2 separate regions of the Zea mays genome follow, and region 2 is linked to region 1. The links are chromatin contacts, called in public Hi-C maps. All regions are on one chromosome and are shown on one strand. The core of a region is the stretch at or near the end of the contact, and the rest is flanking DNA. Distances in the headings are between cores, read along the strand shown.

What was found. Hi-C and Micro-C count contacts between places; a contact is called where the count stands out from the background.
Region 2: a Hi-C map of leaf shows a contact between it and region 1, with 2.4 times the contacts expected there. The contact joins the enhancer-like site here to the promoter of LOC103627544 in region 1. A contact is called at or near these places in 6 of 25 Hi-C or Micro-C datasets (ear, leaf and tassel).

Annotation. Positions count from the first base shown.
Region 1 is chr5:203,585,256-203,588,423 of Zm-B73-REFERENCE-NAM-5.0, reverse strand. It overlaps LOC103627544 (ethylene-responsive transcription factor ERF027), which reads right to left and starts at 1,362. Exons shown (of 1, transcript XM_008647830.2): 1 at 1-1,362. The coding sequence starts at 727.
Region 2 is chr5:203,691,851-203,695,242 of Zm-B73-REFERENCE-NAM-5.0, reverse strand. No RefSeq gene overlaps it. Among protein-coding and RNA genes, the nearest start is that of LOC100284491, 44 kb to the left of the region's middle. Within about 2 kb of position 1,927, at least 15 of the 20 cell types and tissues checked have an H3K27ac peak or open chromatin away from gene starts, as enhancers often do. A contact at or near this core is called in ear, leaf and tassel, where this site is marked.

The DNA.
Region 1 (3,168 bases), core at 113-2,612:
TGTTCCGCAGGAGCTGCGGCATCTCGAAGATGGCCTCTTCGTCCATGAACTCGTCAGTGCCGGCCTCCTGCTGCGGCGTGTAGCTCGCCGCCGCGTCGTGCTGTTGATGCCAGTCCTGTGCAGCAGCAGCAGCAGGAGAAGGAGGAGAAGCAGGAGGAGGAGGAGGATTGGCGGTACGACCCTGATGCGAGTACTCGAGCTGCGCGGCGGCCGCGGCCGCGGCCGCCGCGGCGCGTATGTCCTCGGGGGACGCGGACGCTGGGGCCGCGCGCGAGGCGATCGCGCCGGGGAAGTTGAGCACGGCGTCGGCGCCGCGGAGCGCGCGGGCCGCCACGTCGTAGGCGGCCGCGGCCATCTCCGCCATCGGGTACGTGCCGAGCCATATGCGCCGCGCCTTGCGGGGCTCCCGGATCTCCGACACCCACTTGCCGCTCCGGCACCGTATGCCTCGGTAGAATGCGTGCTTCCCGGACGACCGCGGCGACGGCTCCCCCGAGCTCGTCGCGGTCGTCGTCGCCATCGGCGGAGCCGTGATGGCAGCTGCCCGCGCCGACGACGTCCCGTCGCCCTGCTGCACCACCGGAGAAGGGGAATGAGGCGAGGCTGGGCCCGAAGCCGAAGCAGAAGCCGCCTGGTGGTGGCTGTGGCCGCCGGCTGCCGGCCCGGCCGGTTGCACCTGCACCGCCGGGGAAGGAGAATGGGGTGCCGGCGGCTGCTTCTCAGCCATGAACCGTTAGGGCACGCCCATCTGTTTGGGCACCTGCTGACATGTGCCAAATTCAGCTCCTGCAGCAGTGGAGTCAGTGCACCTACCTATCTATGGCGCGTGCACGCGCACAGGTATATCCCTCCCTCCCTCCCCAGCAGCTGTCAGCTAGCTATTCGAGTGTTGCGCGTTTGCAGCTCGTGCGGGGCAAGAGGTGTCATGGGATGGGCGAGGGGGTGCCGGGGGTATATAAGGGTTGGTAAAGAAGCGGGAAGGAAGCGTGCGGGCCGCCATGGTGAAAAGCGGCATGCTAACAAGCACAGCGGAGGCGGCCAGACGCGTATTCGAGCGGGGATGCATGTGTGTGTATTGGCTTGCGCTGAGCTGGTGCCTGAGAAGCAAAGCGCACGAGACACAAGCCCACCTAACTTAAGCTCTAGTAAACCGGATAAAACCGCTAAGCTTATAGTTGTAGCCGCGCTTAGCTCTGCTGCTCTCCGCCTCCCCCGACCCCTTCGTCTTATCTTCGTCACCGGGAGACAGCGAGATGCCGCCGTCGCTGTCATTAGCGGGCGGGGCGAGGCTGGGCTGAGGGCTGTCATTAAATTAGCCCTGCGCGGTCATGCGATTCGTGCTAATTCTTCCTCGCTTGCTTGTGTTGTGTGGGTGACGCGAGATACGCGTGCCGGACGTGGGGGGCAGGTTCTGTGGCTCACGGCCTGACGGGTGCTGCTGGACTGCAACTGCAAGGTTCCGGATGGCTGGCACTGGCAACCGGCCGGCCGGGCCCTGCTTTCTGTTCTGCCGTGGCCATCTGTACGCTTCCCCGAAGGCTGCTGTCGTGGTCGCACGAAGGACGCAGCTCTGGGTTAGCTTTGTGCATGCTCGATGCTAATTAGTGCGTTTCGGGATAGCGGCGTCCTGTTCATTTCAGACACAGGTTTTGACAAATATGTGCATCTGCTGCTGCCTGCTGCTTTCTCTGTTAGACCGGAACAACACACAAGCATGAACCTGCTGCTATGGTGGCATGGTTCTCGACTTGCCAACGGCGGAAAACATATAAGATCGAATACGCATAAAGCAACTAGGCCTTACCCAACTGAGCTTTCTAACGCTGTATATGGCAAGATATAGTTAGCGTTTAATAGGGTTATCCTCGAGAAGCCAAAGAAGCTATAAAGCTCAAGTCTCTCAAAAAGCTCTGTCAAGAGCACCTCGAAGAGTTAAAAAAAAACTACCAATCCTTTCGTTTTAACTAATAATATTTGTCTTTTTTTAATTTCTCTATGTAAAAGTTGAATTTAAAATTTATATTTTCTAAGGTGATTAAGGACATCATAACTTATGTTAAAAATTATATTAAGAATTTTTATGATTATTTAATATTTAGTTTTCTACCATTAAAGTTATTATAGAATATGTAACCTGTCAAAAGAATTATGAAAAATTATAATTTTTTTTTGTAGGCTAAGTTGTGGCCTGAGCTACTAACCAATAAAATTTGGACTAGAAAGTGGAAACTCAATTTATACATAGAGAAATAAAAAAAATAAAGTTTGTTAAGGGATAGATTGAACCAACTCAAACATGTGGAGCGATAAATTGAACTAAAAAAGTACTTTAGAGTGTTATATGAACATTCGTTCGTAGGTGTGGAGAGTAATTTGGACTTTTTTTCCTAACGTTAACGTTACACTATATGAACCAAAAGCCAATCAAGTATTCTAACATTAAGCTTTAAAAGATGTTTGGAATTGCATTATAACTTACCTTCTAGCGTCACCTCTTCCAAGGAAATGATGCGCAAAACATAACTGTTCCAAAGTTCTTCAATTGAACGAATTTGTTGCCGACCTGAAATAAAACAATTCGTATTTCAAGAGACGGGAGTCAAAATCTGGTCAACAATTAGTTCAAATTATAGTACGTACTGTGAAAGAGGTGGATGTCATCCAATCCGTTAGCTCGATCACCAGGTATCTTTGCGCCGACCTGCTGACGGGTTATACGGCATATCCGAGTACACGTACTGTACGACGTGATCTCCGCTCCGATAGTTCGACGATGGAGACTCGTACTGCTCATGTGGTGCGGTGGTGATAATCAATTACTACTTCCTTTGGTACCAAGAAAACGTACGCAAGTGGCCGGTCGTCAGTCAGCCATCCACCACCCCGATGCGGCGCATTCTGGTCGGTGCAGTTTGTCACGGCCCGCGGCTCCTGCCCCATGCCTGGATCGGCGACCTTTTTTCGGCTTGCTTGGTTCCGAGACTCCGGTTGAATCGGCGGGTGTCACGCGACCGACCGAGGCGAGCGTTCACCGGCCCTTTTCTCTTGTGATGATGACGATGACAAGTAAAATCTCCGGTCCAGCGCGGAATCCACGCGAACGTACGTACCAGCGTTGCACTAGGGGATCATGTCCGGACGCTCTAGCTTTGACCACGCGATCGAGCA
Region 2 (3,392 bases), core at 678-3,177, 110 kb before region 1:
AGGACCGTCAACCGACCAGTGAATTTGTCGCTGCGTGTCCCTGCCCAGATGGATTGATGCAAGATGGAACACAAGAGGGGAAAATGAGGCTTATGTTATCTTGCACCGGGGTGCTCGTAGTAGGGGTTACAAGCGTCGCGAGAGAGCGAGAGAGAGAGAGAGAGGGAGAGAGAGGGTTTGGCCTTAAGGTGAGTTGTATGAGTTTGCCTCCACCGCGTCTCTCCTACTCTGCCTGCCTCTCTTCGCTCGCCTGCCTTCGCCCTTCCCGTCCGTCTTTTGCCTGTGTCTTTTGCCTCCGTCTTTTGCCTCCCCCGCCTCCCTTGGAAGGCCCTGGACATCCCCTTTTATAGATACAAGGAGATGCCCAGCTGTACAATGGGGGTGTAGCTATGTGCTAACGTGGCTGGCAGAGAAGTGCCTTGAGCCCTGTACACGTGCTAACGTGGCCGTCGGAGAAGTGCTTGAGCCCCGTAGAAGCGTAGCTGACGGTGCGGCCCGGGGTCCTGCTGACGTTTCCTTGCTTCCGTAAGGAGCTGAGAGCCATCGATGTCATGGCCGGACGCGGGGAACCATCATTACCTGCTATTGGAGTAGTTTGATGAGACTCTGGTCTTGTTCCTTCGTAGCAAGGGGTGGCTAGCTAGTGGTAGGGTAATGATGTATCCCCTGTAGCGTAGTCGGTCCGAGGCCGAGGTCAGGCGAGGCGGAGACTTCTCCTGAGGCCGAGGCTGAGGTCGGGCGAGGTTGTGACTCCTCCCGAGGCCGAGGCTGAGGCCGAGGCCCAGGGTCGGGCGAGGCGGAGACCTTCTTCCGAGGCCGAGGCTGAGGCCGAGGCCTGAGGTCGGGCGAGGCGGAGCTCCCTGTTGCGCTCGAGGCTAAACTCGGGGGAGGTCGTGACTCAGCTTTACCCTGGTGGTTGGCACAGTAGTCGGAACGGGGTGAATAACGCTATTTTCCTGTCAGAACGGTCAGTAAAGGGGCGAAGTGACTGCGGTCACTTCGACCTTGCCGACTGAGGCGCGCGTGTCAGGATAAGGTGGCAGGCGATCCCCGCATTAAATGCGCATGCGGTATGGTCGGTTGGTAAGGCGATTTGGCTGAGGTCGCTACACGACAAAGTTTGACCAAGCTGGGCTTCGGGCGAGCCGAGGGTGCGCCCACTGCCTGAGGAGGTCCTCGGGCGAGGCGTGAATTCGTCTGGGACTACTGTTCCCGCCCGAGGCCGGGCTCGGGCGAGGCGAGATCGCGTCCCTTGGTAGACGAGGCCTTGACTTGAACCGTGCTTATCAGTCTTTGCAGTTTGTTTCTGAAGATGTTTTCCAACCAGGTTAAGGAGCATTGGGGGTACCCCTAATTACGGTCCCCGACATATAGAAACCGTAGCGATGCACGATCAACTAATTAGTAAAAAAATGACGCCATATTTTTTGCTTTCTATATTGAGGGCCTATTTGGGAGGCTTTATTTCAAAAATTTTGGGCTTTGGAAAAAATTGAAACTAGAGACCATCTTCACAAAAATCACAAAGCTTATCAAAGGATGCTTCGCAAATACTGTTTTCATAACTCCTCATGAAGTTACATAAAATTAGCACCGCGCCACTAGTTACACAACGTAGTGCTTCGATTCTCTTGTGACAACCACCAATAATCAAGAGTAATCAAGTAAACTGACACAAATCAATTGAATTACAAAAGCTGGAGTCCATGTGCAGGCTAAACACTGCTCAAACTCACTACAACAGTTTGTTAGAGCTGTTTTATGATGAAGTTGGAAAAGAGAAGTTGAAATTCTTGAAGTGAATTCCTCACAAACAGGCCTAAATATCGGCCGAAAACCTTAGGCAGTCTGATCTACGCCTGCTTTGTTGACTGGGCCTGTTGCTGGTGAGTGCGCAATGTTCCAGCAAAAGCTTTGGGCCTTCAAATAGTTTGGATCGGAGTTGTCCAAGGATTGCTGGGCTGAAAAACCTTAGAAGCCCGGATATGTCCCATAACACCGTTGGGCTACAGTTATTATTATTAAAAGAACAAACAATATAATGACTTTAGCAAACCACTAACCGTTCGTCCGCAAGTACAACAGGCACCAGCTCAGGAATTTCGATGGCTTTTCAGCGTTTCGCTTAGAGGACAGCTAAGGCCACCATCTTCTGAGATAATTCACCGAGTGGTGGTAGCTATCCTAGGCATTTCCATGACCGGATCATCTTAGCGAAGCTTCCCAGTCATAATCAGCTTTCTTCATGACTCATGAGATGGCGTCATACTTATCGTTGGCTCGTTGCTACTTGCTACCGAACCGATCAGGTCGTTTTCACCAACTTATCACACATGGTAGTCGGTACAGATGTCCACCAAGCCCTAAGTCCGACCCAAAACACGTTTTTTGGCAGGGTACAAGTCCGCTTAAAACGGACTGACCGGCTTGGCACGAATAAGCGGGTCGAGCCCGGACACAGAATCAAGCATGGCGTGCTGGCTCGGCACGACCTGTTTAGCGCTTGGCCCCTTTTTATACTAAACCGTGCTTTTCAGCTTATTAAGCCCGCTTTTCGGCCCACTTTTTTGGTGCTTACGGGTCGGCCCATCCTGTTAAGCCAGTAGCGTGCCGGACCCATTCAGGAAAACAAGCCTACGGGCCTGTTAGACCCAGCCTAATTTTCTAACCGTGCCTGATGGGTTGGATCCAAATCGGACCAGGCTTCACGGGCCCGTGGCTAGCCGGGCTAGACGACTTGTTTGAATATCACTAGTAGCCAGAGCACTAGAAATCACTAGTACATACATAGAAACTTTATACTGACAATTCTAATGCTATTTATATTGGTGTTTTTCAGTGCTAATGGTGCTGTCGGTACCCTGAATCAGGGGTACCCCTTACTACAGTATGAAGACGTGGTGCCCGTACGACGATCTCTAGCCGCACGGTAAACAGCACCCGACCCCACCACGTGGACGGCTTAAGGGGCACCACGTGGCGAGAAAAGATGATACATCCCAGGATGTATCAGTTGGACCGGACCTCCGCGGGGAAGTACCGGACCCCTGTACGCACAACCCGGACCCCCCGGTTACGGTCCGGGACTCCCAAGTAAACATGTCGGGTCCATTGGATGGGGTCCAGATCCCTCCGAGTAAGGTACAGGCCACAACAAGGTCCCGGGACAGGGGATACCCTGGCTTAAGCAAGGGTCTGGTACTGACACGTGTCCAGGCCTTATCCTGTGCGCTTGCGCTCCCCGCTCAGGCGGAGACCCGATGCTGCCACGTGGCTTGTTGCCCGTGACATAAGCCAGCGGGCGGAGCCTGACGTAAGGCCTCTAGGCCGCGCGGTCTCTGCATTTATTACGGAGAGGACGCGCCGCTTGTCCACCCTACTGACAGGTGATG